Regions from separate parts of the Mus musculus genome. Here all the other regions are linked to region 4. Evidence: chromatin contacts called from public promoter capture Hi-C data. All regions are on one chromosome and are shown on one strand. Each heading gives the region's core, a stretch centred on a gene start, on an enhancer-like site or on the middle of the called end of the contact. The rest is flanking DNA. Distances are from core to core; before and after follow the strand shown. Region 1 has its middle 60 kb from the start of Shcbp1. Region 2 holds the start of Shcbp1 (Shc SH2-domain binding protein 1). Region 3 holds the start of Gm6410 (a long non-coding RNA gene). Region 4 holds the start of Slc10a2 (solute carrier family 10, member 2).

What was found. Promoter capture Hi-C pulls out the DNA fragments that hold promoters and counts their contacts.
Region 1: a contact with region 4 is called in a promoter capture Hi-C map of liver, with 8 times the contacts expected there. The contact joins the enhancer-like site here to the promoter of Slc10a2 in region 4. A contact is called at or near these places in 3 of 39 promoter capture datasets (liver and stem cell-derived epiblast-like cells), 1 of 484 Hi-C or Micro-C datasets (liver) and 2 of 115 datasets of contacts at active chromatin or transcription factors (embryonic stem cells and liver).
Region 2: a contact with region 4 is called in a promoter capture Hi-C map of liver, with 7 times the contacts expected there. The contact joins the promoter of Shcbp1 here to the promoter of Slc10a2 in region 4. A contact is called at or near these places in 3 of 39 promoter capture datasets (liver and stem cell-derived epiblast-like cells), 1 of 484 Hi-C or Micro-C datasets (liver) and 1 of 115 datasets of contacts at active chromatin or transcription factors (extraembryonic endoderm stem cells).
Region 3: a promoter capture Hi-C map of liver shows a contact between it and region 4. The contact joins the enhancer-like site here to the promoter of Slc10a2 in region 4. A contact is called at or near these places in 2 of 39 promoter capture datasets (both in liver), 1 of 484 Hi-C or Micro-C datasets (liver) and 3 of 115 datasets of contacts at active chromatin or transcription factors (extraembryonic endoderm stem cells, kidney and trophoblast stem cells).

The regions. Positions count from the first base shown.
Region 1 is chr8:4,836,098-4,843,282 of GRCm38.p6, forward strand. No RefSeq gene overlaps it. Among named protein-coding and RNA genes, the nearest start is that of Shcbp1, 60 kb to the left of the region's middle. Within about 2 kb of position 3,199, at least 20 of the 459 cell types and tissues checked have an H3K27ac peak or open chromatin away from gene starts, as enhancers often do. A contact at or near this core is called in liver, where this site is marked.
Region 2 is chr8:4,777,739-4,784,716 of GRCm38.p6, forward strand. It overlaps Shcbp1 (Shc SH2-domain binding protein 1), which reads right to left and starts at 1,829. Exons shown (of 13, transcript NM_011369.3): 1 at 1,683-1,829. The coding sequence starts at 1,785. It also overlaps the pseudogene Gm6334.
Region 3 is chr8:4,673,438-4,680,311 of GRCm38.p6, forward strand. Gm6410 (a long non-coding RNA gene) reads left to right here and starts at 1,403. Exons shown (of 2, transcript XR_378684.4): 1 at 1,403-5,129. Within about 2 kb of position 5,229, at least 411 of the 459 cell types and tissues checked have an H3K27ac peak or open chromatin away from gene starts, as enhancers often do. A contact at or near this core is called in extraembryonic endoderm stem cells, kidney, liver and 1 more, where this site is marked.
Region 4 is chr8:5,103,872-5,110,804 of GRCm38.p6, forward strand. Slc10a2 (solute carrier family 10, member 2) reads right to left here and starts at 1,416. Exons shown (of 6, transcript NM_011388.3): 1 at 936-1,416. The coding sequence starts at 1,312.

The DNA.
Region 1 (7,185 bases), core at 1,949-4,448, 270 kb before region 4:
GGGCACACATGCTTCCATCACTAATCCAGAAGCTAACCATTTGCAAGTGAAAAATTAGTTTTCTCCAAAGGAGTATCATGGGGAAACAAACTACTATTTTTTATTGTTAAATAAATAAATAAATGAATAATTTATTTTTATTAGATATTTTCTTTATTTACATTTCTTTTTCTTTTTTAAATTTAGTTTTATTTATAATTCATTTTTTACACTCCATATTCCATTCCTGTCCCTCCCCATCCTCCCTCAGACTGCTCCTCATCCCACACCTCCTTCCCACCAGACCCCCTTCTCCCTTAATTTACATTTCAAATATTATCCCCTTTCCTGGTTTCCCCTCTGAAAGCCCCCATCCCCTTTCCCCTCACCCTGCTCACCAATCCACCCACTCCCATTTTCTGGCCCTGGCATTCCCCTACACTGGGGCATCGAGCCTTCACAGGACCAAGGGCCTCTCCTCCCATTGATGTCCAAAGAGGCCATCCTCTGCTACATATGGGTCTGCTACATACAGACATGGGCCCCTCCATGTGTTCTCTTCAGTGATGGTTTAGTCCCTGGGAACTCTGGGAGTACTGGTTTGTTCATATTGTTGTTCCTCTTATGGGGCTGCAAACACCTTTAGCTCCGTAGGTCCTTTCTCTAGCTCCTCCACTGGTGACTCTGTACTCAGTCCAATGGTTGGCTGAGAGCATTCACTTCTGTTTTTGTCAGGCACTAGCAGAGCCTCTCAGGAGACAGCTATATCAGGCTCCTGTCAGCAAGCACTTGTTAGCATCCATAATAGTCCACTTACTCACTTTACATACCACTCACTGCCCCCCTCCCGGTCACTCCCTCCCACAATCCTTCCCCTCCCCCTCCCATTATCCTCTGAGCAGGTGGGGATCCCCCTAGATAGCTTCCCCCCCACCCCCCCCACCCCCACACCCTGGCAAGTCAATTTTTTGCAAGGCTAGGCACTTCCGAGGCACTTGAGGCCAGACAAAGCAGCCCAGCTAGTAGAACATATCCCACGCACAGACAACAGCTTTTGAGATCGCTCCATCTCCAGTTGTTCAGGACCTACATGAAGACCAAGCTGCACATCTGCTTCATATGAGTGGGGAGGCCTAGTTTCACCCAGTGTATGTTTTTTTGGTTGGTGCTTCTGAGAAATAAACTACTCTTAAGAATATGCGGCATTCCCAGCAGTAGTTGGCCAACAGAAAAGAAACTCCACAGCATCTTTGAAGGTTCTTTGTTTCATAATGTACTGTCAGTTATTAAAATTTTATTGTATTTCTAGTTTTTATTTAATTTATTTATAATTCTTAATTTTATCCATGTTTCTTTCTCTTTTTATCTTATATGTCCTTTATGTATATATTATGACTCGCAGTTTAATGCTTTTATAGGATTTCTGAGTGTACAAACAGAGGGTCTTGGAGCTTTATGCCTTTTCTAGGTCTCTTTTATTTGATTGCTTTGTTCTGTTTCAATTTGTTTTTGTCTTATTTTCATTTTATTATTATTCCTTAGAAGCCTGCTTATTTTCTAATGAGAGACAGAAAGGAGATGAATCTGAATGGGAGAAGTGGGGAGGAACTACAGGAAGTACAGGAATATATTATGTGAAAAAAAAGAATCAATTTTTAATAAAAGAACAAAAAAGAAACAAAATAATATAAAAAAACACAAGTAATGCTTCTGCCCACCTGCTGTTACGGGGGAAAGTACAGTTTGCTACTAGTAAATTATTAACATTTTAACCCAAAGATTCCCCTAGTGTTTCTGTGACTAATAGGTGATTTATTTAAGAATTAGAAGAATGTCAAACAGGGTTTTACAGTTACACACTGGAGAGAGGAGTGAGAAAAAAATTCCATGAGATATCTTTGGGGTAAGGGAGCAAAGATGAAAGGCTTCTTGGAACAGGTTCCACTCCATTTTTAAAGGGAAGTAATTGAAGGAGACTTAAAGGTGATTGCAAGAATGCCAAATAACAAATATAACTAACTCTCACTTTTCTTGTCGTTCAGGTTTTATTCTTTAGAGGTCTGTCTCATTGTTGTCATTCATTCTAATTTCTTCATTTATCACTTATTAAAAACCCACAATGTGTCACCCAAAGGCTGCAGACATAGAAGGGGCTCATTCTCTGGGAGACTTTTAGATGATTAGAAATCGACTGAGACAGAAATGCCAGTGGCAGAGGAAGGGGAGGAGTGGAAGCAAGGAGGACCCTAACAGCAGGATACAATGTACTCCACAGACAGGGAAGAGTAAAAGTGACTGAGCAGCAACTCATAGTTGGGCAAAGAAGGTGAAGGACAAGGGCAGAAAGGAGAAAGGATAGATTTCAGCGCAGGATCGGTGTGTGCGGTGCTGTAGAAGCAGAGGAGAGTACCCTGCTTAAATCACTCTCTGGAAAAATTGTCACATCTGCTAACTCATGCTGAATAGTATCTGTCATCAGTGGAATACCCACTGCTTTAGGGTGTTGGTTAGAGATTACCCACATACTATGTCACAGATTCTTTCCAATATCCCTAAAGGCATTTGTTCAATTTACATGGAAAGGCATTGAGACCCAGTAGATATGGCCATCTTTCCCAAGATTACACAGATGTCATCACTGGGATGGGAACTTTGGCCTCTGCAGTCATGGAGCCTGTGTTCTTTCAGGCTTTTTCTTTTCTTCATAGCCTTTGAGCTCTGTAAGAAAATCCAGAATTTGAATTACATTCCTATTAATAGGCTATCAGTTTTGTGGATATTGTTTGCCTCTTGAGCACAAAGTAGCTTAAATTAGATAGTTCTGAGACATAACTGGAAGGACAAGCCCTTATTCATAAAAGCATAATTATAACAGGTGTATAGACCTACCAACATGTCCAAATGGAAAATATACTTCTGGTTTTAAGAAATATTAGATACAGGTTGGAATAATCAATTTAAAGACACATGGTGATAATGCAGCCATTGAAAGAAATAATACATTTGTATAAAGGAGGTTCTAAGAATGACTGAAGTGAAAGGTGGCTGGGAAAGAGTGATATGAATGCAGTGTACAGTAACCTTAGATGGCATTTTATCAGAGAAGGCCAGTGAGGTGGAGCTGAACTTTAAAACATCACCTGATATGTTAGTGAATGGTGTTAGTGTTTGTTGCCTGGTTTCAAGGCGGGGACACTCGCTGTATCAGCAGAGCAGAACAGCTGTGGGGTGAGGTGAGGACAACAGCTCTTGGAAACCACCTCCTAGTCAAGGATAAAGACAGAGGTGCCCAGAGGAGCAGACAAGAACCTGTTGCAGTGAAATGGTTTACATGGAAAGGACACCCAGGTCTGTTAGCCTGAGAGCCATCTGATGTCAGGCGCCTTTTTTTGTTTTTTTATTGAAGGTGACTATTGCTAAGTCAACCTCACTTGCTGCTTGAAACCCTCTGACATGTGACAGCCACTAGTTAGTGCAGCAGTGGGTGGCTCTGTATGTTTTCATGATATCAGAGAAGCGGATTTTGGGGGATAGAGCTAATATTTATGCAGAGTGTGGCCAGGCCAGGTAGCAATAAAATGTTCTAGTCTTGAGAGGAGAGATTTTATTAAAAGATTTACTTATTTTATATATGTGAGTACACTGTTGCTGTCTTTAGACACACCAGAAGGGGGCATTGGATCTCATTACAGATGGTTGTGAGCCACCATGTTGTCTCTAGGAATTATCTCAGGCCCTCTGGAAGAGCAGTCAGTTTTCTTAACCAAAGGCTAATGGGTATATTTCTTAACCATCTTGAGATGAGATGAGAGGAGAGGTTTTGGTGGTTTTTTTTTCCCCCTTGGGCTTATAGAAAATATATTTATTATAGCATTTGAATGGATAATCTTTCTTCTTTTTCTTGGACATTTTCTTTACTTACATTTCGAATGTTTTCCCCTTTCCAGATCTTCCCTTCAGAAGCCCCCTATCCCATTCCTCTCCCTTTGCCTCTATGCAGGTGCGCCCCCACCTACCCACTCCTATCCTCCTGCTGTGGCATTCCTCTACACTGTGGCATTGCACACCTTCAGTACTGAGGGCCTCTCCTCCCACTAATGTCCAACAAAGCCATCTTGTGGCCAGTGCCATGTGTCCCTCCATGTGTATTCTTTGGTTGGTGATCCAGTCCCAGGAGTCCTGGATGGTGGCATGTTGACACCGTTGTTCCTTCCATGGGGCTGCAAAGCCCCTCAGCTCCTTCAGTCTCTTCTCCATCTCCTCCATCGGGGACCTCCAAGCTCAGTCCAATAGTTGACTGCAAGTTTCCTCCTCTGTTGTCAGGCTCTGGCAGAACCTCTCAGGAGACAGCCATATTAGGCTTCTATCAGCAAGCACTTCCCATTCTACAAGTTGTCCCCCTTCCTGGTCTCCTCTTTTTGAATTCATCATTCCATCTCCCCATTCCCCTCCCACCTCTGAGAAGGAGCTCTTCCACCTGCTCACCCACCTCCACCTCACTTCCATCACCATCCCTCTTCCCTGAGGCATCCAGTTTTCACAGGATAAAGTGCTTCCTTGAGGAGAGATTTTTTTTTTAAGCTGCTGGTGTGAAATGGTTATGTTGGATACTTAGCACTTCCAATACAGGATAGGAGGAACCTGAAATTTCTGACAATATTCTTTTTTCCTTTTGGAAATTTTTTGTGTATTTGCCCCTATGTGTGTGTATGCACCACAGTGTTTTAAGATGTATTTATTTTATGTATATGTATATTTATTATATATATGTGTGTATGCTGTCTTCATGCACACTAGAAGAAGAGGACATCAGATCCCATTACAGATGGTTGAGAGACACCATGTGGTTGCTGAGAATTGAACTTAGGACCTCTGGAAGAGCAGCTAGTGTTCTTACCTGTTGAACCATCTCTCCAGCCTGACAATACTCTTATTGTGCATGTTTCCAGTCAGTTTTTAAGTTGACATGTAGAACTTGAACACAGTAGACTACTGTCTCTACCAAACAAGAACTACATCTGGAGTTTGATAAATGTAAGAGGTTGAAGCCAACATCTGGAGAGATTTCAGCTTAGATGTGCTTCAGAACATTCTTGTTTTGATTCATCTCTCTCTCCCTCCCTCTCTCCCTCTCTCTCCTTCCCTTCCACTCCTCCCTCCCTCCCTTCCCCCTTCCCTTCCTCCCTCTCTTCCTCCATCCAAACTATGAATTTGAATACTGTTTCTCCAAAGTTGCTCTGAAGATAAGCTGAATTGGAATTACAGATGTTTGGCAGTAACCTGCAGAATGAACTTGCCCTTCCAAATAAACCAATGACAGTAAATGAAACATTACTTAAATAAGAGAATTGAATTATGAAAGATTTATGCAAATTTATCCCAGGAAAGAGTAAATATCCAACAGTATAATTTGATAAACACACAATGTCATCTTCTTTAATCAGGATTTTTAAAAATTTTACCCTTATTCTCAGTCCATATATATATATACACTACAAAATAAATGATCCAAGAAATGAGAAAATAAAGACTGGTTTTCAGTTTGTTAAATAACACATAGGTATTTGATTGCATGTGAGTGACTCTGTGTGTGTGTGTGTATGTTTGTCTAATGGTAAAACATTAGTGAGTGCCCAGAGAGTTAAGGAAAAAAGGATATGTATGATAGGAGGGACCAAGGCAGAGACTTGGCTGGGGTGGGAAGCAGGCTTTGAATCTAAAATCATGACAGGGTAAGTGTGTGTGTGTGTGTGTGTGTGTGTGTGTGTGTGTGTGTGTGTACATGAGTGAAAACTGGAGGTTGACTTTGACTACTTCTTTCATCACTTTTTATCTTATGTTTTTGAGACTAGATATGGCAGTGAGCCTGGAGCTCACTATTTAGCTAGACCTGTTAAATAACAAGCCTCAGGATCTTCCCAGTTTTGCCCCTCTGGACATAGCCTCCCATCATACACACACTGGACACACAGTGCAGTGCTTGGCTTTTATGTATATGAGATTTTGGGGAATTCAAACTCAGGTCCTCATATTTTCACAATAAGCACTCTACCCATGGGTCCATCTCTCCAGTCTTGACTTCACTTACTTATTACCTATTCTATCTATCTATCTATCTATCTATCTATCTATCTATCTATCTATCTATCTATCTATCTATCTATCTATCTATCTATCTATCTATCTATCTATCTAGGACCTAGTCGTTTTCATCTGGAAGCAGGTATCAGAACAACTGGAGAATTTGTTAAAACCCAATTTGCTGAGTCCTAGTCTAGAGTTTCTTACTTACTGGGTTTAGAACAGATTATTTGTACTAAGTTCACATGTGATGCTAATTCTGCCAGCCCCAGATCTCACTCTGAGACCCACTGTTAACATGCTTCTCACATCAACTCAAAGCAGGAATCACTAGAAACTGGGGTGTTTTGGTACAGAGATAGATGTGGATAGATCCACATTGTCTCTCTGTTCATTCCTCTACTCATTGAATCTCCTCCATTTGAAATTCAATCTCTTACTGTGCATCTTTCTCCCTATAGTGAATACTCTTACCCAAAGGCCTTCTTGAAGTGCCTGAGTAATTAGTGCCTTGAGATTCTATCTTTTCCAAGTTTCTGGGGAGACCACTGTAGTTTACATTCTTTAATATGGACAGACTGTTTCTACTTGTACTTAATAGTCTCCTATATTTTGTGCTATTTATGTCTATTTGAGCTTCATACTTTTAGCATGATTGCAAACAACCTCTGAGGAGGGAGTAAGAAAAATCTTGCAAAGACGACTTTATAGACAAAGACTAATGGGTATATTTCTTGAAATTCTAGTTTAAGGACCCTGAATAGTTTTTAAATGCTTGTATGCTATTAAAAGACAGATACTGACAATATTTAATTTTATTTCTACAATGTATAATGGCTTCATAAGTTAGACATAGTCTTAGTTTTAAAACGTGTTGATAATTCTCATCCTAGCAATGTAACTCCCAACCTGCACATTGTCTTTAGAAGGAAAGATATGATATATACAGATAGTACAGTTCTGGGTCTAGAGTTTTTAGGGGTAGTAGGGAATCTGTCATGGCTGGAGTGGGACTGAAAGAAACTCACTAAGGAGATTTATTAATTTCTACACTATAGAAATGTACTTCGGCATTATTTTGTGTGTCATTCAACTGCTCCATTGTCTGTATGAACTGAATGATCA
Region 2 (6,978 bases), core at 579-3,078, 330 kb before region 4:
TTTGGCAAATAAAATTCCCATGATTAGGTACAATGAAGCTGAGGGTTAGAAAAGCTGGGTTAGGGCTGGGGCTCTATGAGGCGACAAGGCGGCAGACCTTCTGCACTGGCTAATCAAGAGTGAAAAACCTGAAGAGATGCAGGCAGGAAAACGGAATTAGACTAGACTTGCTATACAGTCAGAGAGAGACCACCTGGACTTCTGCTGTGAGCTTTGAAAATCCCACGGCCACATTCAAGGCAGTATTAGCACCCATGTTTCTTGGTTGTCCCTTGGTCAGGCCTGAGGAGCGATGCGACAGGCATGATGGAAGTCGAGTCCTCTTACTCGGACTTCATCTCCTGCGACCGGACAGGCCATCGGAATGCAGTCCCTGACATCCAGGGAGACTCGGAGGCCGTGAGCATGCGGAAGCTCGCTGGAGACATGGGCGAGCTCGCACTTGAGGGAGAAGCACAGGCAGAGGGAAGTACCCCAGACAAGGAAGCCAGCAGCCAGCCTGAGAGCAGTGATGCGAACACCTCGTCCTGAGTCTGCCTGTGGTCCCAAGGCTGGAAGAGACCTGCTGTACCTCCCGGACTGGAGCCCTGGCCAGCCAGGCCGACTGAGAGCCTCATGGAATCCTCTGTGGCCCCCACTCCAGCCAAGTCCTCCACCCACACCGCAGGCTCCACTCTTCCCCACCTCCCCACGGTGCTCAGGTACACTCTGAAGACAACCAGCACCACGAGATATTATTTATTCAGCTAGGCGGGGCTTGAGCCAGGCCCTGCCCCTAGGTGAGCAGCTGCCACCTGGACAGGGACTGTCCTGTCACCACTCACCCTCCAGCCAGCCTGTCTGTCAGGAAGATCTTCCTAGCCCTTTTTTAAAGCTTCTTTTACATTTTTAAAAAAACATAACTTTTTCAGAGAGAGAGAGAGAGAGAGAGAGAGAGAGAGAGAGAGAGAGAGAGAGAGAGAGAGAGAGAGAGAGAAGCTGACAATCACTTTTCTTCTGCTTTGGTTTTGGGTTTTGGTTTTGTTTTGAAAGCGGGTTTAAGCTCAGTTCTGATGATCTATGCAGCTCTAAGTTTCCTCATGGCGCCTCACAGATCCAGTTTGGGGAAAGGATTTGGATTCAAAACTAACTGACCAATTCTTTGCCCTTTTTACCAAAAGACTGATACTTAGGCCCAGGAAATAAATGCTGGTGGTTTGTGTTGGAAAAAAAGAAAAAAGAAAAGAAAAGAAAAGCTGGGTCAATTCTATTTCTGGATTCTATCCAAACTCAGCTCTGCTGTCATCTGTCCCCAGTGCATAGGATGAGAGTTCAAGGTTGTTTTTAAAAAGGAGAAGCGTAGCACATGATCCCTTAGATGTAGGTTAAAAACAAATCAATCAATCAATCAATCAATCAATCAAACAAACAAAAACTTGGCTCATGAAATAAATGAATACAAAGCCCCCTGAGTCCCTTCCGTCTGGGGAATGTCCACCCAGATCCAACCCCTTCTCTTCTCCGGAAGCTGAGTCAGGAGGATAGAGAGCCTAAATTGGCCACAGTATCTCCCGACTCCGAAGTCGTGAGAGCGGGGCCAGACCCAGCACAGAACTCCCCACCCAGGTAATCGCGTCCTTAGGGTGGCCAGGCCCGGCCGGCAACCACGAAAACAGCTCTCCGACTCGGGTTGAGGTGCTCACCTTCCTTCCAGGACGCCGGTTCCTTCTCCGCCGCCAAGTCAGGTCTCGGTGGAACCATAGCTATAGGTTCCAGAACTCCACCAGCCCGCAAATCATCAGCCATTTCAAATTTACGCGGGCGGCTGTCACAAACCAGAACGCGATGACGACATCTCTAGCGTCAGTACTCGACTAGAGGAGCATCTTCAGCTTTCAGTAACTGCTCTGATAGTCCTTCAGCGCCACCTGTGGGATTGGCGGACTGTTCTCGATCAAGTTCTTCCCAGTAACAAAAGGAAGTTGAATGTTGATGTAATTTGGAATGCTTTCTCAAAAATCAGCAAGGCAAACTTGGATGTTGAGCATAGTAGAAAAGATAATGAAAGTGAAATGATTAAGATATGCCATCTTGATTGACTCTATGTTTGCTTAAAGAGTTTTTAGGTCAGTTGACCTTGGCAACACCTTTAAGATTTCCAGAGCCTTGGCCATGGTCAGAGGTATTAAACGAAATAATTAGCAAGTTATGTCTAAAATAACTACTATTTTCTGCTAATAATAAATGCTTCAAGATTACTCTAACACCCACTTTACTTTGGTTTACCTTTAAAACTATATATCCTTGAGCTTTGTCAACAAGTAAGTTTTTAGGGGCTCAAGTTTGATCTCCAATAAAAAGGACGTAAAAGTTTTAATTGGCTTAATCAGTGTGGTTGTCAATTACAGTAGATCATTACAAACAACACAAAAGCAAACAAACAAACAAACAAACAAACAAAAACATGTATGTGTTTTAGCCACTGCTAGTGAATGCTATTACGTGTGTGTGTGTGTGTGTGTGTGTGTGTGTGTGTGTGTGTGTAAATCCCTTCATGACTCAGGAGCTGGCTACAGATGAAGCAATATTAGAATGTTGGTATAAGCAGCTCTGTCACTGTCACCATCAGGAACCAGACACTGGGTAGTTTCAAGTAATGTTAAATTATATTTAGATAGGCTGTGGTGGCATATGCCTTTAATTCTACTACTCTAGAGTCAGAAGCAGAGACAGAGACAGGAGGTAGGTCTCTAGGAGTTCCAGGCCAGATTGGTCTACAAATCAAATTCCAGTTCAGTAAGGGTGATATGGTAAAACGTCTCAAAAAGTTATATTTAGTATGCTATTTGATTAACTTTTAATAAATTAAACTGTAACTAACGTTAATAGCTATTATTTACTATACAAAATACTGCCAGCAAGTTTTACCTACAATATCTTATTTAAATTTCAAAAATCATTCTATGGAGCTGGAAAAATGTTTCAACTGATGGGATATTTGCTAGACAAGCATGAGGACGTGTTTGGTCCCCAGACCCACATAAAAAACTAGATATGATAGTAACCATTTGTAATCCCAGTGCTGGAAGAGGGATGGTTTGGAGACAGGACCACCCTGGATCTTATTGGTCAGCAAGTCTATCCAAATTGGCAAAGTTCAGGTTCAGTGAGAGAACTTATCTCAAAAAATAAGGTGGGGAGCCATAGAAAAAGACACCAGACCTAATCATCTGTTATCTACACTTATGTCCACACACTCACATGAACATGCATGTATCACAAAACATATGTAAATTAATACATAAATATTTTATCAGTCTTCAGGAATTAGTCTTGCTATCCCCCAGTAATCTGCTCCTTGCTATGTACTGAAAAAGCATGTTTTCTTAAAAAATATTCCAATGAGATAAGACGTAGCAGTACGGTCTACTCATTTCACAATGAGGTACAGACCTCATGAAAAAGTTGAATAACTTCTCCAAGCTAATTCAATAGCTTTTCCATGTCCTCTTGCTCTGGTGGCTGGCTGTTAGTCATCAAGATGTCGGTGTTTGAGGTGACTAATTGAGGCCTGAGGTGAACCAGATTCTAGAGAGTTATGTTTTTTTCCCCCCTAGTCTCCCAGCCCCTTCCCAGTGGCTCCCATGAGACAAAGTTTCTTTTGTATCACCTCGTTTTGCTCTGTAGATTGCCATCTTTACCAGCTTGCCACAGGTATCTCAGTAGCACCTTAACTTAATTCTTTCTCATCCTCGATGTCACTTCTTGAGGTATGTTGTATGAAAAAAAGTCTATTTTCAGTAACAGAAAAAAAAAAAAAGAATTTCCAGAATCAAACTTTTAGTCTTTTGTAGACTAGTCTAGTCCAATGTTCTGGGAAGTTGTGCTACTCCAGGTAGAGCTCAGCTTGGGAGAGTGGAAGCATCAGTATCATTCCGTTGCTTCATCAGCCCTGGGGATGGTGGGAGACTTTTGAAGCCTCCAAACCTCAAATATATGAACCTATGGGGCTCATCTGTATTCACACTACCACACTCGACTCCCTGGCCTCCATAGGCTTATAGCAATATTATATTGTGAAAGGCATCTAGTTCAGCTTCAAAATCCCTACAGTTTATCACAGTCTCAATTCTGTTTAAAAGTCCAACATACAAATTATAAAATACAAACTGTTAATATTTAACAAACAGAATGATTATTTTAAGATATATTTCATTGTTATGTCTCTCTTTTACTTCTGATTTTATTAATTTGGATATTGATTCTATCTTGTTGATTTTTTTCAAAGAACCAGCTCCTGGTTTTGTTGATTGTTTGTATAGTTCTTTTTGTTTATATTTGGTTGATTTCATCCCTATGTTTGATTATTACCTGCCATCTAACACTCTTGGATGTATTTTATTCTTTTTCTTCTAGAGCTTTCAGGTATGCTGTCAAGCTGCTAGTGTAAGCTCTCTTCAGTATCTTTTTGGAGGCACTTAGAGCTATGAGTTTTCCTCTTGCCACTGCTTTCATTGTGTCGCATAGGTGGTATGATGTGTCTTCATTTTCATTAAATTCTAAAAAGTCTTTAATTTCTTTCTTTATTTCTTCCTTGACCAAGTTATCATTGAGAAGAACATTAGCCAGCTTCGATTTGTATGTGAGCATTCGATTTGTTTTTGTTGGTATTTAAGACCAGCCTTAGTCCATGGTGATCTGATAGGGTGCATGGGATTATTTCAGTCTTCTTGTATCTGTTGAGGCCTGTGTTGTGACTGATTATATGGACAGTTTTGGAGAACGTACCATGAGGTGCTGAGAAGAAGATATATTCTTTTGCTTTAGGATGAAATATTTTATAAATACCTGTTAGACCCATTTGGTTCATACCTTCTGTGAATTTCATTGTATCTCTGTTTAGTTTCTGTTTCCATGATCTATCCATTGCTAAGAGTGGGGTGTTGAAGTTTCTCACTATTACTGTGTGAGGTGTGATGTGTGCTTTGAGTTTAAGTAAAGTTTCTTTTATGATTGTGGATGCTTTTGCACTTGAACCATAGATGTTCAGAATTGGGAGTCCATCTTGGTAGATTTTTCCTTTGACCAGTATGAAGTGACCTTCCTTGTCTTTTTTTTTTATAACTTTTGGTTGAAAGTTGATTTTATTTGATATTAGAATGGCCACTCCAGCTTGCTTCTTGCGACCATTTGGGAAAAATTATTTTCCAACCTTTTACTCTAAGGTAGCGTCTGTCTTTGTCCCTGAGGTGCATTTCCTGTATGCAGCAAAATGCTGGGTCCTGTTTACATATCCAGTCTGTTAGTCTATGTCTTTTGGGGGGAATTGAGTCCATTGATGTTAAGAGATATTAAGGAAAAGTGATTGTTACTTCCTGTTATTTTTGTTGTTAGAGGTGGAAATATGTTTGTGTGGCTATCTTCTTATGGGTTTGTTGAAAGATTATTTTCTTGCTTTTTCTAGGGTGTAGCTTCCCTCTTTGTGCTGGTGTTTTCCATCTATTATCCTCTGTAGGGCTGGATTTATGGAAATATATTATGTAAATTTGGTTTTTGTCATGGAATGTCTTATTTTCTCCATCTATGGTAATTGAGAGTTTTGCTGGGTATAGTAGCCTGTGCTGGTATTTGTGTTCTCGTGGGGTCTGTATGACATCTGCCCTGGATTTTCTAGCTTTCATAGTCTCTTGTGAGAAGTCTGGTGTAATTCTGATAGGTCTGCATTTATATGTTACTTGACCTTTTACCCTTACTGCTTTTAATATTCTTTCTTTGTTTAGTGCATTTGGTGTTTTGATTACTATATGATGGGAGGAATTTCTTGCCTGGTCCAGTCTATTTGGAGTTCTGTAGGCATCTTGTATGTTCATGGGCATTTCTTTCTTTAAGTTATGAAAGTTTTCTTCTATAATTTTTCTTTATTTCATTTTATTTGTAATGCAGTTTTTACACTCCATATTCCATTCCCCACATCTCCCCATCCACTCTCCGACTGCTCCACATCCCACACCTCCTCCCTACCCCACCCCATCTCCACGTGGATGCCCCCACCCCCACCCCACCTGACCTCTAAACTCCCTGGGGCCTCCAGTCTCTTGAGGGTTAGGTGCTTCATCTCTGAATGAACACAGACCCAGCTTTTCTCTGCTGTATGTCTGTTGGGGGCCTCATATCAGCTGGTGTATGCTGTCTGTTTGGTGGTCCAGTGTTTGAAAGATCTCAGGGGTCCAGATTAATTGAGACTGCTGGTCCTTCTACAGAATTGCTCTTCTCCTCAGCTTCTTTCAGCCTTCCTTAATTCAATAACAGGGGTCAGCTGCTTTTGTCCACTGGTTGGATGCAAATATCTGCATCTGACTCTTTCAGCTGCTTTTTGGGTCTTTCAGAGTGCAGTCATGATAGGTCCCTTTTTGTGAGAGCTCCATAGTCTCAGTAATAGTGTCAGGCCTTGGGACCTTTGAGCTGGATCCCACTTTGGGCCTGTCGTTGGACCTTCTTTTCTTCAGGCTTCTCTCTGTTTCCATCCCTGTAATTCTTTCAGACAGAAACAATTATGGGTCAGAGGAGTGAGGCAACCCCATCCCTTACTTGATGTCCTGTCTTCCTGCTGGAAGTGGGCTCTATAAGTTCCCTCTCCTTACTGTTGGGCATTTCATCAAAGGTCCCTCCCAATGAGTTCTGGGAGTCTCTCACCTCCCAGTTGCTAACTGCTAAGTCATCTCTCCAGCCCCAAACTAAATATTTTTAGTGATGCTTGGATAAGAGATCTATTTAGGCTACAAAATATCTCTAACATGCTTTAATCATATCTGTGACTGTTGATTCAAGGCAAAATAATATAATTTGGTTTCTAGATGTAAGAATTTAAATTTGAGTATTTGAAACTGACCTACCAAATTTACAGTCTTGCATATGAATTATGGCTCTGCATATTATGGAATATAATAATCTTCATTGAGAAAAAAGTGTCAGTTCCTCCTACATAGACTAGAAGAATTG
Region 3 (6,874 bases), core at 3,979-6,478, 430 kb before region 4:
TTAATGAGCATGCAGAGATCAAGATTTCCTAATTATTCAATGTGTTTTCTTAGAATCAACATTGTATTGAATATGTAAAACATCTAAACTGATTTACAGTGTAAGGAGGATTTGTCTGTGTTCTATGCTGGTACTACACAATTCTACATAAATTGAGTGTAGTTTAACTCCACTACATTGTTGTGGCTGCTCACTATCACCTATTGACGATCTATTTCCCAGGAAGCACATTATACAGTGAAACTATCCATTCAATGTGTTATTTCCTGAAATTTGCACTAGCAAACATTAAATTAAAAAGTGTTTTCTCTGGAGTGTGCTCAGCAATTAATTTTGTATCAGCAAATTAAGAGAGCAGCTTTCAGATGCACACATTCACAGTTAATAGAGTCTGCTATTGGAAACCGTTGTCAAGTGCAATGGATACTTCTTCCTTCTAGTCATCTTGATCTACTACAAATTTGTTCATTATCAGAAAATTAAATTTAAGTAATTAACTAAAGTATGGATATGGTGATACTGGGAAATTATCTTAAGAATAAAGATGCATTGGAGAGATGGCTTAGACTTTGAATGGTCTGACTGCACTTCCAGAGGTCCTGAATTCAATTCCCAGCAAGCACATGGTGGCTCACAAGCATTTGTAACATGATCTGGGTGCCCTCTTCTGGTGTGCAGGCAGAACACTGAACAGAATAAAGGAATAAATCTTTAATAATAATAAAAGTAAAATAAAAATGCAAAACCCTTGCCCAAAAAAGGGAGAATTCTTGTCTTCCCTTCCTAAGAAGGTAGGTGAAATTTATTTGAGATAGCAATAGGCTCTATGGCTATTTGAAGAAGATAGTATGTTACCTAGATGCTTTATTAGCAACTAACCTAAAGTGCAGATCATAGTATTCCCTTTAGTCTGAGAGGACAGTCATGCAAAATACATGTAAATGAGCAAGTTTGCATATCCTATCTTCCAGCTACAGTGCTGATCACATTGTTATAGACTGCTGAAAATGTGCTTCAAATACTCACTCACCCAGAAACAATTTTTCTTTTAAAATTAAAGACTGTGAAAACTTTTTAAAAAAGACTTATTTATTATTATATCTAAGTACACTGTAGCTGTCCTCAGATGCACCAGAAGAGGGCATCAGATCTCATTATGGATGGTTGTGAGCCACCATGTGGCCGCTGGGATTTGAACTCAGGACCTTAGAAAGAACAGTCAGTGTTCTCAACCACTGAGCCATCTCTCAAGGCCGTGAAAACTTTTTTAATCTAATTTTTATTTTAAATATTTTATTTTTAAAATGTATTTATATATGTATATTATGTAACCATTAAATTAAATTATTTACAAAGTTCTTACAAATTTTTTCTAATAAAATAAGCATCACACATGAACATTTGACTAAAGGAAATTTACTGTACATATTATAGCACCTTTCTTAGAGTTAGTCTTTCATCATCATCTCAATGCTCTCTTCCACTTGTGTTCTACTTAAGGTGTCCTGGACACAAGGTAACACTAGAAAATAGACTTCTCTAGGAATGCTGCACATTATTCGATAAGTTCAACAGAAAAAAAAAAAAAACCATACTTTAACAAAGAGGAAACAAAACAGTGACAATGAATCATTCAGTACGGTGGAAGAAAAATAGAAATAGAGATCCTGGTGAAAACAAGAGATTGCGATTCTCACACCTACTACCCACCAACAGTCCCTTCTACCACATGCACAATCTGTGAACTCCCCTATGCCTACGTCTTAACATGTCACTGATACATGGTTGTTGGCCTATGTCTTATGTTGAAATTCTGCATCAGTTATGAGGAACAGATTTCTTTAAAATAGCATCCTCATGAGGAACAGAAACGACCAGGCCCCACACCACTCCCACCATCAATAATGGGCCTGTTCTCCACTGGCAGCCACCACTGCCCTTCCTCCTTTCTGCCTGTGCCTGCGTGACATCAGAAGAATCAAATGCCTAAGTCTTTTCTCAGAAGATGAGATTTAAAGGATGTGGCTGAAAGAATGAGAGAAAAGGTTCACTAGGCAAGCATCTACGTAAGGATACTAACCCTTAGGGAGGTGCTCGACTCACTGGCCAATCAGAGCCTTTCGGCAGACCTGCCAGTCAGAAGGGAAGACTGGTCCGTCTCCGTCCCCCCCACCCCCACCCCCGGTGCCTTGGCGCTGGTTTCGATTAGTAGCAGACTTGAATGGTCCCAGGTGCTCTGCTCTGTGTCCTGTGGCTGGATGCTGTGGAGGGTTCTCAGGCAAGCTCCTAAATTGCGACATGGTGAGCACAGGGTCACTGCCAACAATGGGGAGAAGGGTCTGAGCATTGCGAGCTGCTGTGTTGGGCCTTTCCCGGGACTGAGTGGGAATCGGCGGCCACATGTGAGGTCCCCTGAGGTCCTAGCCACTTGCTGGACCCAGCCTTAACTTATGAATAACTTCACTGTGGGAGCTGCAACTGTGCAGAGCATTTGGCTTGTGTGTAGAAAATTCTTGGCATGATCCCAAACTCGGAGAGTCCTAGTTTCTACAAGTTCTGATCTTAGCATTTCACATGAAGGTGGACAATCCATTTGGAGTTAATTTTGTGGAGGTTGTAAAAGGCATGTCATGTGCTGGGTAGCAATCCAATGTCAAGCTGTGATTTAAAAGAGTAGAACTTATGTTGTAATGGATTTACGAAAGCTTAGGGGATAGAAAGGCACAGCAAGTAGAATTTAGCTGAGGGTGCACTGCCTGTAAAACATCCCACAAATAAGTAATGTGCTAACCAGTGCAGTTTGAGTTTAGGATGCTAGCATACACATGCTTGTTCAACAGGATTGCCCAGAAATATGGCTCCAAACCATAACAAAGGAATCAAACTTAATTTACAACCAGCCACTAGGCCCACCTCCTTATCAAAGAGCAGGCCTCTATCCATCTGCTCAATGGGGCATTATAGAATCACAATCAACAAGGCCTGGTGTGCCATAAAGGTTCAGTTTTCTTCTTGAGAAAGGCATAGTTCTGCCACATGGGTAAGATGACAACCATGCCAAAAAGGGAAAAAAGAAAAGGAAAGAAATCTCTGTTGTATTGCATACTGGCCTGGTCAAGCTACACTTTCCCTGAGGTCCCCATGTCTGGAGCATGACCTAGCTCCTTCTGAAACCCAGGAACACGCTTGGCGAAGCCAGTCACAGCCTCGGGCTTACTCAGCTGGCTCCTTGGATGCTTACCTAGAGGTCTGGGTGTAGAGATAAAACAGAGCTCGTTTCCTAAAACCAGGAATGTGCTTGGGAGTGCTGGTAATGGTGTGGGGCCAGGGCCTTTGGAGGGGGAGGGGTTGAATCAGATTCTGAGAGCACAACTCTTCCTACCATATGGGGCTGTGGTTATCAGTCCCAAGGCCACGAGAGGCTCGGCCAGAAATGTTTTTCATTTACACTGAGTTCCTCTTGTGCAGCACAGTTTGATTAGACTTCTCCTGAGTGTGCCACATTGTATGATGCTTCTGCTGACTTCGTAGTTTCTTCATCTTTCTCCTGACTTCAGAGATGTCTCCCATCTAATTCCTTTTTCCTCATGTAAATCTTAAACAAGATGGTATTCTTAAGAAGCTTCCTTAGCACAAAAGCATATGCTTATCGTACAAAAACATGATAGGTGGCTGATGTGTCTGTACCTACTAACAGGTCAGAAAGGGTTTCACAGAGAAATTTTTATCTCGAACAACAAAATCCAAAATAATAAAATTAAAAATATAAACCCACCATGCTTGCAAAGTAGCTTAACATTGAACAGCAGATGTGTCTGCTGTATGTTATGTGATTTAGGGACAGAGACCAAATGTTGAATGTATGGGTGGCATGAGAATTCGCGTGGTAGCGGAACCGCAGCCTGGACTTCCGGTCCTCTAGCCCGCCGGCGCAGCAGTGCATGCGCAGATTCCCCGTCCTCGAATATTCCTCCGTTCCGCGGTTTCTCCGCCTCGACACGCCCCCCCTGCCGTTCAATGACCGGGGATTGGAAACCCGTGCCGTCAGTCACTGGCCAGCGGGCGGGGCTTCCTACCATCTCATGTCAGTGCAGTTGCTGTCATGGCCTTGCCTCAGCTCCTTTATTCACGGGAATCCCCCTGCCTCACTCTCACACCCGCTGTCATCCCCCGCCCCGTGCCTCAGCTGCAGACAGTGATTCCGTTTCCCGCTCCCGCTTCGCTCCTCAGCCGCCGCCGCAGAGGGGCTCCCGCCGCCCACTGGAAGCCTCTCCGTGCCGTCAGTCACGGTGCCATTCGGTACGACCGGAAACAGCGAGCAGGACGGGGCACGCATGAGGCGAAGCTTCCTGACTGGACTGCATCTCCCATCAACCCCTGCGGCCGCAGCAGACCGATCGGACTTCCTGTCCGGGCCGGAGGCACATCCTGTCTGGCGCAGAAAGTTATGGTTCAATAATTCTAGTGCATGCTGGGAGTTGTAGTTACTTCCCTCCTCGCGCGGGATCTCCTGTTTGCCACAGGAAGTGAGGTGGCGGTAGCCCCTAGGCATGCTAGGAGTCGTAATTCTGTCCCAGTCCCGGGTTTGGGTCCTCTGAGCCCCGCGAGGTTTTTCTCTGATTGGCGAGCACAGCTCAGTGGGCGGAGACGGTGATTGACAGGCGGAGGGGGCGGCTACATCACTGCGTTTGTTTATATATTGAGAAAAGAAAAATAAAGCGCAAGCCCCTGCCTCAGTCAAGGCCAAGCGGGCGGGGCTTCCTGCTGCGTACCGGAAGTCTCTCTCCTGTTGTCTCAGGTCCGTGCAGTCACGGTCATCCCCCTGCCTCAGTTCCTTCCTTACTCACAGGAATCCCCCTGCCTCACTCTTACACCTGCTGTAAATTCCGCCTCAGCTGAAGACAGACAGTGAATTCGGTTCCTGAGCCCGCTTCCGCGTTCTGACTCCTGTGACGTCAGAGCCGGCATCATCGAGGTGTGCGCGCACTGCCACGCCCACTGACGTAGACTTTGACGCCGAGGCCGGGGTTTCCCCGTCCCAACGGTAACTGCCGCGACCCATGCGCCCCGGTCGCTCGGTGACCCCAATGTCAGTCAGACGCCTCCGTTCCCACAGCCGCCGTGACGTGGTAGGTCACAGCCGCTGCCGACACGTCTTTATGTCACACCCACTACACCTAGATCACGCCCACACGGCTTTAATGCTGTTCCCACTACACTCAAGCCACACCCATTACACTCAGGCCAAGCCTACACAGCTTCATGCCCTGCCCAATACTCTCAGGCCACTACTACAGGACTTTAGGCCCCGCCCACAACACTCAGGCTATGCCCACAGGGCTTTATGCCTCTTCCACACATCCTTAGGCAACTCACACACATCTTTAGGACACTCACATCTTTTGGACACTTCCACTATACTCAGGCCCCTCCCACACAACGTTAGGCCCTCCCAGTACACTCAGCCCCCTCCCACACATCTTTAGGCCCTCCCACTACACTCAGGCCCCTACCACACTTTTTTAGGCCACTCCTACACATCTTTAGGACCCTCTCACTACACTCAGGCCCCTCCCACACGTCTTTATGACACTCCCACACATCTTTAGGACCCGCCCACTATACTCAGGCCCCTCCCACACATTTTAGGACACTCCCACACATCTTTAGGACCTTCCCACTACATTCAGGCCCCTCCCACACATCCTTAGGATCCTCCCACTACACTCAGGCTCCTCTCACACATCTTTAGGACACTTACATAGTCAGAACACGCCCCCAAATTTACATATACATTTACATAGACAGTTAGAACACGCCCCCAAATTTACAGAGACAGAACACACCTCAAATTAGGCCCGCCCAGACACTTTTAGGCCACTCCATAACATCTTTGGGCCCGCCCAGACATCTTTAGGCCACTCCCACACATCTTTAGGCCTGCCCACACATTGGTAGGCCCGCCCACATAGACATTTACATAGACACTGAGAACATGCCCACAAATTTACAGAGATATTTATGTAGACATTTACATAGTTACTCAGAACACAACCACAAATACACATAGACATTTACATAGACAGCGAGGACACATCCACAAATTTACATAGACATTTACATAGTCACTGAGAAGGACTGGCTGACTTCTGAATCTTTTTTTTGTTTCTTCATGTTAGGTTTGAGGAGGACACCCTACCCACGTGGCTATCCTCAGTTGCGAGTCACTGTGGGAATTATCCCAGTTGTCTTTTGGTCTTTTCATATATGTAAATGTATTTATAAATGCACATACAAATGATATGTAATTGTATATGCAATGTGCACGCAAGTGTACATGTAAATGCATATGTGAATAAGCAAATATGCAAATGATATTCATGCCCATGCTTTCAAATGCCACGCCCACCCTCATTTAGGCCATGCCCATGCAGCTTCAGAACATGCCCACCCTCCTTTAGGCCAAGCACACTACTCTGAGACCACGCCCATCCTCCTTCAGGGCACACCCACTACTCTCAGACCATGCCCATACTCCTTTAGGACACTTCCACTACAGAAAACACCCACAGATCTTCAGTCTACTCCCACTATTCAACAACAATGCCCTCAATTGGTCAGGACACACCCATACTTCCTAATGCCACACCAATCCTATCCAGACCACGCCCACCCATAATTCTTTAGGCCAGTTTCACCACACTCAGGCCACACCCTCTGCACCCAGCCATGCCCATTCCTTCTAATGCCATGCCCACCAGAATTAGGCACCGCCCACACATCTAAATCTCATTTGAATATTTGCAAATTTATTCATATGTGCATTTACATACACATATCAGTTGCATATACAATTACATATCATTTACATATA
Region 4 (6,933 bases), core at 166-2,665:
TATTTTCTCCTTATTTTATAAAAAAATAAGCATAATTAAAATGACTGCTGAAGAATGTTTCCTCTTAATGTCACCAGATTTAAAATGAATTTATGAATTCTTCATTAGCTTTCTAACCAAGAAGTATTTGTCCAAAGAACAGGCTTTTTGGTGGAGCTGATGTTGACCAGAGTTTAATATTTGATGAGAAGTTTGAGTTTGTATTTGCACTAAGACCAACTTGTCATCACACAGAAAGTTCATCCTTAATTCCATTGCAACAAGACTTTCTCAGTTGCAGTTTGTGGAAGAATTATTTAATGAAAAAGTTTGAATGTTTTCCACAGGTAATACAACTTCTTGTTAACTGAGTTAGAGTTCAAAGTGCAAGCATATTAATACAGACTAAGAAGACAAATACCAAGTCTTCCTCTCAGAGGCTGATCTTGATTTAAATTTATACATACACACATAGCCATACATACTCACAGGACTTGATAGAGAGGGAACTTTCAGGGCAGATCAGGGCGGAAATAGGGAAGATAATGGAATGTATGCGGCATGGAAGCAGGACAGGGAGTGGAACAGCAGGAGGGAGAGTGGGGAACTAGTGGTAATGACATATAATTAGGAACAAAACGCAATGATAAACATGCATACAAAAGTCACTTAGAAGGTTGCTTCTTTGTGTGCTAACTGAAAATATTAAAAATTAAAATGTAAACTACTGTTTGGTTTAGGATGAAAACTACAAAAAATACAAAGACACAAATAAGAGTCCCCATTTCGAATAGCAAAGCAGCTGTTTCAAAAGGCACATGGATGCACTTACTCTTCCCATTTAACTCCTTAGACATTTAGTCAGTGCAGCAGATCAAATGGATGTTGAAAAAGATACAGATTTTTCTAAACTTAACTCCAGTTGGCTGTAACAGTTACAGATTTTTATATCTTACCTGAGGTCCATGTCGCCATCTATCCAATAGGCCAGGATATTGGAGCCAGTTCCTCCAGGGCAGCAACCCATAATTAGCACCACTACAGCCTGTACAGGAAGGATGCCAGAGGCCACAGACAGGATAAAGCCTGTGAGAGGCATGATTCCAAACTGACAGAGGAAGCCCACGAAGATACCCCATGGTCTCTTTATATGTCCTAGGAACTTGTGGACTTCCACATTGCACCCCATAGAAAACATCACCATGGCTAAGAGGATGGTGAGCACAGTGCTCATCACTGTATTGAGAATTGCATTGAAGTTGCTCTCAGGTACTACGCAGGAATCGCCTTCGCAGACAGTTGCATTTGGGGGACAGACAGAGGAGTTATCCATCACTGCTTGTGCTGTGCAAATGGCCAAGTCCACAGAAGCACCAGTTCTGTCTCTACTGCCAGCTGAGTATGCTTTCAACACGCCAAACTTTTAAACCCTTTCTCAACATGTGGTACTTGGTGTCTCTTTGAAAAGCCACGTTAGAGAAGCAATAAAAAACAATAAATGCTAGTATGTCAGTTTCGAGAGGCTGCATTACAACATAGCACAAATAATGAATCATAAAACGTCCAGAGAAACTACTGGCCAAGACAGAAAGTTATAATTAATCATTTATTGACATGATAATGAACTAAGCCACACAGAAATAGCCACGTTAATAATTAATGCCAGGAAAGTTTGCTGGGAATAATTTTAGTTAAACTCTGAATTGTATAGAATGTTCCAAGAGTTGGAGTGGAGTAAAGTGTATTATTCTCTCCTCCAACTTTAAGTAGGGGGTACTAAAGCTTTGAAAATTATATTAAAACAAAAAAAAAAACAATAACCCCATGCCAAACTACATTATAAGTTGACTGAAGAAGATTTTCAGCTTTCTTACAATAGCTGTCAAGTGGTCATTCTTCCTTATATGAACTATGATGTCCACAAAACATATGCATGTTTCACAGACTTCTAGGGCTTGAAAAAAAACTTAGGGAAGGGTGGTTAGTCCTTGTGAGCACTGAATGTTTTCTGCTGAAGTCCATCATATGGAGCCACCTTCGTTACTTACACATGAATTATACATATATTGACATGGCAACAAAGTGTTTTATAGATAGAGACAATACAATTAGTTAGAGGCATAAACTCTAGATTAGGTCAAAGTGACAGTATAACTCTTTGTGCTTAGAGCCAGGAATTAAAGTTGTGTGTGTGTGTGTGTGTGTGTGTGTGTGTGTGTGTGTGTGTGTGTGTGTGAAATAGAAAGTATTATAAGAGGTTTTTGGAAATATCAAGTAGTTATTTTTATGATGGATGAACAGAGCGCTGTGGTAAGGTATGTAAGGAAGGCACAAAAATAGGCAGAAGACAAATGTCCAGTTCTCAGGTATTTAAACCCAACACTAGAGTAGGCTGGGTTCTAGCTTATATCTACAGACTCAGGAGTCTGAAGAGCATGAAGCATGAGGATATGAAGTTCAAGACCATCATGGACTAGAGAATGAGGTCCTGTTTCTATCTCTCTCTCCCAGGAAGACAAACACACTAACACAAACCATTTAGAACAGTTTCTTAGAACTCAGTATGCTTAAGATTTCAGGAGGCATTTTTTAAATGTAGGTTCTGACTCTTGACTTTGTTTTCTATAGAGCTCCCAGTTGAACGTAATGATGCTGAATAGGGCACCCCTTTGAGATTGGGCAGGGCTTTGATTGTGTCTCTAGTTATATCATAATAGTGAAGTCTGACTGCTCACACTCAGAAGCTACCTGTGAAGAAAAACTCCTCACAGAAATAATGGCCTTCTTATCACGACTTGACCACCGGGCAGAAGAAAAACAGTCCTAGGTCCTAGCAGCTGGAGAACTGGGGACCCTTCCCCTTTAACCTATGATTGAGTTAATGTCAGGATCAGGGCCATTTTCTTGACTGATAACTGATTAATTCTCCTTGCTAATATAACTTCTGTTCCAGTAATGTCCTTTTAAGCTGTTAGGTTGCTTTGTTTGTGCTTTCTTCTGTTAGTTGGTTATAATTGGCGCTGCCAAATCCAGCCTCAGATTGCCTAGATTGGAGTTAGTTGGCAAGAGGCTAGGTTCTGGAAGATTCTTTCTTCTCTCCCACTACCTGCCCTGCCTTGTGGCTAAATGATTAGCTAGGTTTCCCAGCAAGGCCTCTCCTCCCACTCCTGGCTGTGCCTCTCCATCGGTCTGATTGATCTCTGGTTCATTACCTCACCTGGTGGCAGTCAGTCCCAAGGCATGTGAGGAAGGTGCGCCTCCTGCTGCTGCCTTTGTGTACCTGCCAGAGCTAGTTCCTTTTTGCCTGGCTGCCCCAGTGTTGGGGAATGTGAAGGCAGGGAGGCAGGAATAGGTGGTTGGGTGGGGGCATTCCCTCATAGAATCAGGAGGAGCGGGGATGCGATAGGAGGTTTTGGGGGATGTGAAATCAGGTAAGGTGATAACATTTGAAATGTAAATAAATAAAATGTCCAATAAAATAAAATAAATAAAAATTAAAAAATAAAAGAAAAAATATCAGAAAGGTAACCTAGGATCTGACTCTATATAGCCTACTCATTTTATCATGTCTCTTCTGCCAAAGGATATTTGAGCCCTAGCTTGGAAGGATTTAGATTTGTACATTTCTTCTAAGTTGAAAGATTTCACTATTAGGTCAAAGCACCTCACTTTCAGACTTCCTCCGTTGAATTACAGGGCAGTAAACTTTGTGATGAGGACTGAGTTTGTAGCTAGGCTGGTCATCTGCAATCAATCCTATCCGCATCTTCTCCTTTTTTCATATAAATGGGTTTATTTGGCTTACTAACCATGTTAAATGGCCAGACTATTTCTAATAAAGAAGCTTTCTAATTGTGATTTTTTTTATGGCTACACATTTGTCAAAATATTTTTAATTGGTATATACTTGTTGTCCATGGTGACAGGATTCATAAGGACATTCTCTTTTAAGTAGATTAAGAATGCTGGCTCACAACAATATCAACCAACCAGAACCCCCAAAGCTCCCAGGGACTAAATCATCAACCAAACAGGACCCATGGCTCCAGCTGTATATGTAGTACAGGATGGCCTTATCTGTCATCAATGGGAGGGGAGGCCCTTGATCCTGTGAATGCCCCTTTGTCAGGGAATGCTAGGGCAGGGAGGTGGGAATGTGTGTGTGTGTGTGTGTGTGTGTGTGGGAGCACCCTTATAGAAGCAGGGGAGGAGGGGATGGGATAGGAGGTTTGCAGAGGAGAAACTGGGAAAGGGGATAACAGTTGAAATGTAAATAAATAAAATATCCAATAAAAAATTAAAAAAAAAGAATGTTGGCTCCTATCACTCCCTCTCCTTCCCTCCAATTTCTTCTAATCTAGCTTTGTTTCTGTGTCGTAAGAATATATGAGTTTATATATCTGTATAGACTCCAGAATCTGCAGTGAGAATATGTGATGTTTGTCTTTCTGAATCTGAACTATTTTGTTTAATATGATGATCTCTGGTTATATCCATTTTCTGACAAAAATATGTAATTTTGTTCCTTTTTCTGGCTAAATAAAACTCTAATGTATATCTATTCTACAGTTTCTTTATCCATTTCTCTGTTGACATACCTAGGCTGATTTCATAACTGGAGTATTGTGGGTAATGATGCAATAAAGATGGATTGAAAATGCCCTTGTGGTGTGTTGACTTAGTGTCATCTGGATACCCACCCAGGAGTGATTAGCTGGGACATAAAGGAGTTCTATTCATTGCTTTTGGAGGAATCTCCCTCTGATTTTATATTGTATTATTTTATTTTATTTTATTTTATTTTATTTTATTTTATTTTATTTTATTTTATTTTATTGCCACAGTGTAGGAAGCAGAGAAGAGAATATGAGTGCAGAAAGCAAGGCCAGAACAAAGCTGCTACTCAGTTCGAGATGGCTCGATGAGGTGATCTTAAGTTTCCAAGGGCAGAATGTTTTGCATGTAGACAACCTGCAAATGAGCAGTCTGTTTGACTAGACAGAGTGCTACAATTCTGACTTTAAAAAAAAGTGTCAATGCATATCTAATTTTCACATTGTTTTTACATAAATTTTCACATTAGGCTTGAGAGGCCATACTCAAGTTCTGGAATGATTCACAATTAATGAGTATCCTTAACTTTAGAGACAGCTCTAATGCAAATATTTAAACACACAGAAATAACTGCTCATGTACAGAATGGTGGGACAGGTGCACATTTGACAGAGGAGGGTGGCATGTTGAAGCTTGGTTTTCCATTGTCATGGTTCTCAGATTCCTTATATGAAGCTCAGTTTCCAGTGATTCTAAAGAAAGCAGCACCTCAGATCGTTGGAAAGCTGGCTCAGTAGTTGAAAGCACTGATTGCTCTTCCAGAAAATCTGGGTTCTAACCCAGCACCCCCGTGGCAGGCCACAACTGTCTGTAATTCAGGTTCCAGGGGATCTGAGGCCCTATTCTGGTCTCTGTGGGCACAGCAGATGTGCTACACAGACATGCCTGCAGGCAACACACACACACACACACACACACACACACACACACACACACACACACACACAAACACATGCTTGCATGCACGTGTGAGAGACAGCAGCACTTCATTGCCCTGGCATCCTTGGTGGGGACATAGAAGTTGTTCATTTACTTTGCACTTAAGGTTTCCCTTCTAACATGTCAGTTGATAGGGACTGGGCTTTCATAACTTGCCAGGGTGTCTGCCCAAAAGTTCAAATCTTCTGCTGTGTTCCACTAGGGCAATCCTATAGGAAGTCCAGCAGTCTCAAGTTACCTGGTCTGTGGGATCTCTCAGACACTGAGAAACCAATCAGACAGCATACACCAGCTGATATGAGGCCCGCAACACATATTCAGCAGAGGACTGCTGGGTCTGGAATCACTCAGAGAAGATGTACCTAACCCTTGAAAGATTTGGGGCCTCAGTGAGTGGGGTGATCTGGTATGGGGGAGTATTGGTAGAGGCATCATTTTGGGGGAGGTGTGGGATGTGGAGGGTGGACTGACAGGGAGATACAATCTAGACTGTAAAAAAAAAGATTAAAAATGAATAATAATAAAAACAAACCCTTATTAAAGTAGGTTTTCAAAAACCAAAGCTTCCAATGCCGTACATTCATTTTCATTGCATTGGAGGACATCTTTAATTTCGTTCTTAATTTCTGTATTGACACATTTTTCATTTTTCAATTCAGTTTTCATGTGTTTGTAGATTTTCTGTTGTTTCTGCTATCACAATGTAGCTTTAATCTGTGGTGGTCTGATATGATACAGAGAGTTATTTCAATTTCCTTATGTCTGTTGAGACTTGCCTTGTGACTGACTATGTGGTCAGTTCTGGAGAAACCATGGGGTGCTGAGAAATTATATTCTTTTGTGTTTGGGTCAAATTTTCTCCAGATATCTATTAGATCCATTTGAGTCGTAATGTCTGTTAACCCAATTATTGTTCCATTTAGTTTTTGTCTGGTTGACTGTCCCATTGGTGAGAATAGGATATTGAGGTCTCTCACTATTATTGTATGGTGTTCAAAGTTTTGGTAATGGTTCTTTTACAAATGTGGATGCCCTTATGTTTGAAGTATAAATATTTGAAATTGAGAAGTTACCTTGGTAGATTTTCCTGTGATGAGTATGAAGTATCCTTCCCATCACTTTTGATTAATTTTGGAAGTCTACTTTATAGATATCAGAATGATTCCACCAGCTTGTTCCTTTGTTGCATTTGATTGGAAAATCTTTTTCTAACCCTTTATTCTGAGGTAATGCCTATCTTTGATGTTGAGTTGTTTTTCTTGTACATAGCAGAAGTGGATTCTGTTTTCACATCTGTCCTGTTAGCCTGCATTTTTTTATTAAGGGTTTGAGTTCAGTGATATTCAGAGATATTATAATCAATGATTGTTATTTCCTTTTATTTTGTTGTTGTTGGTAATT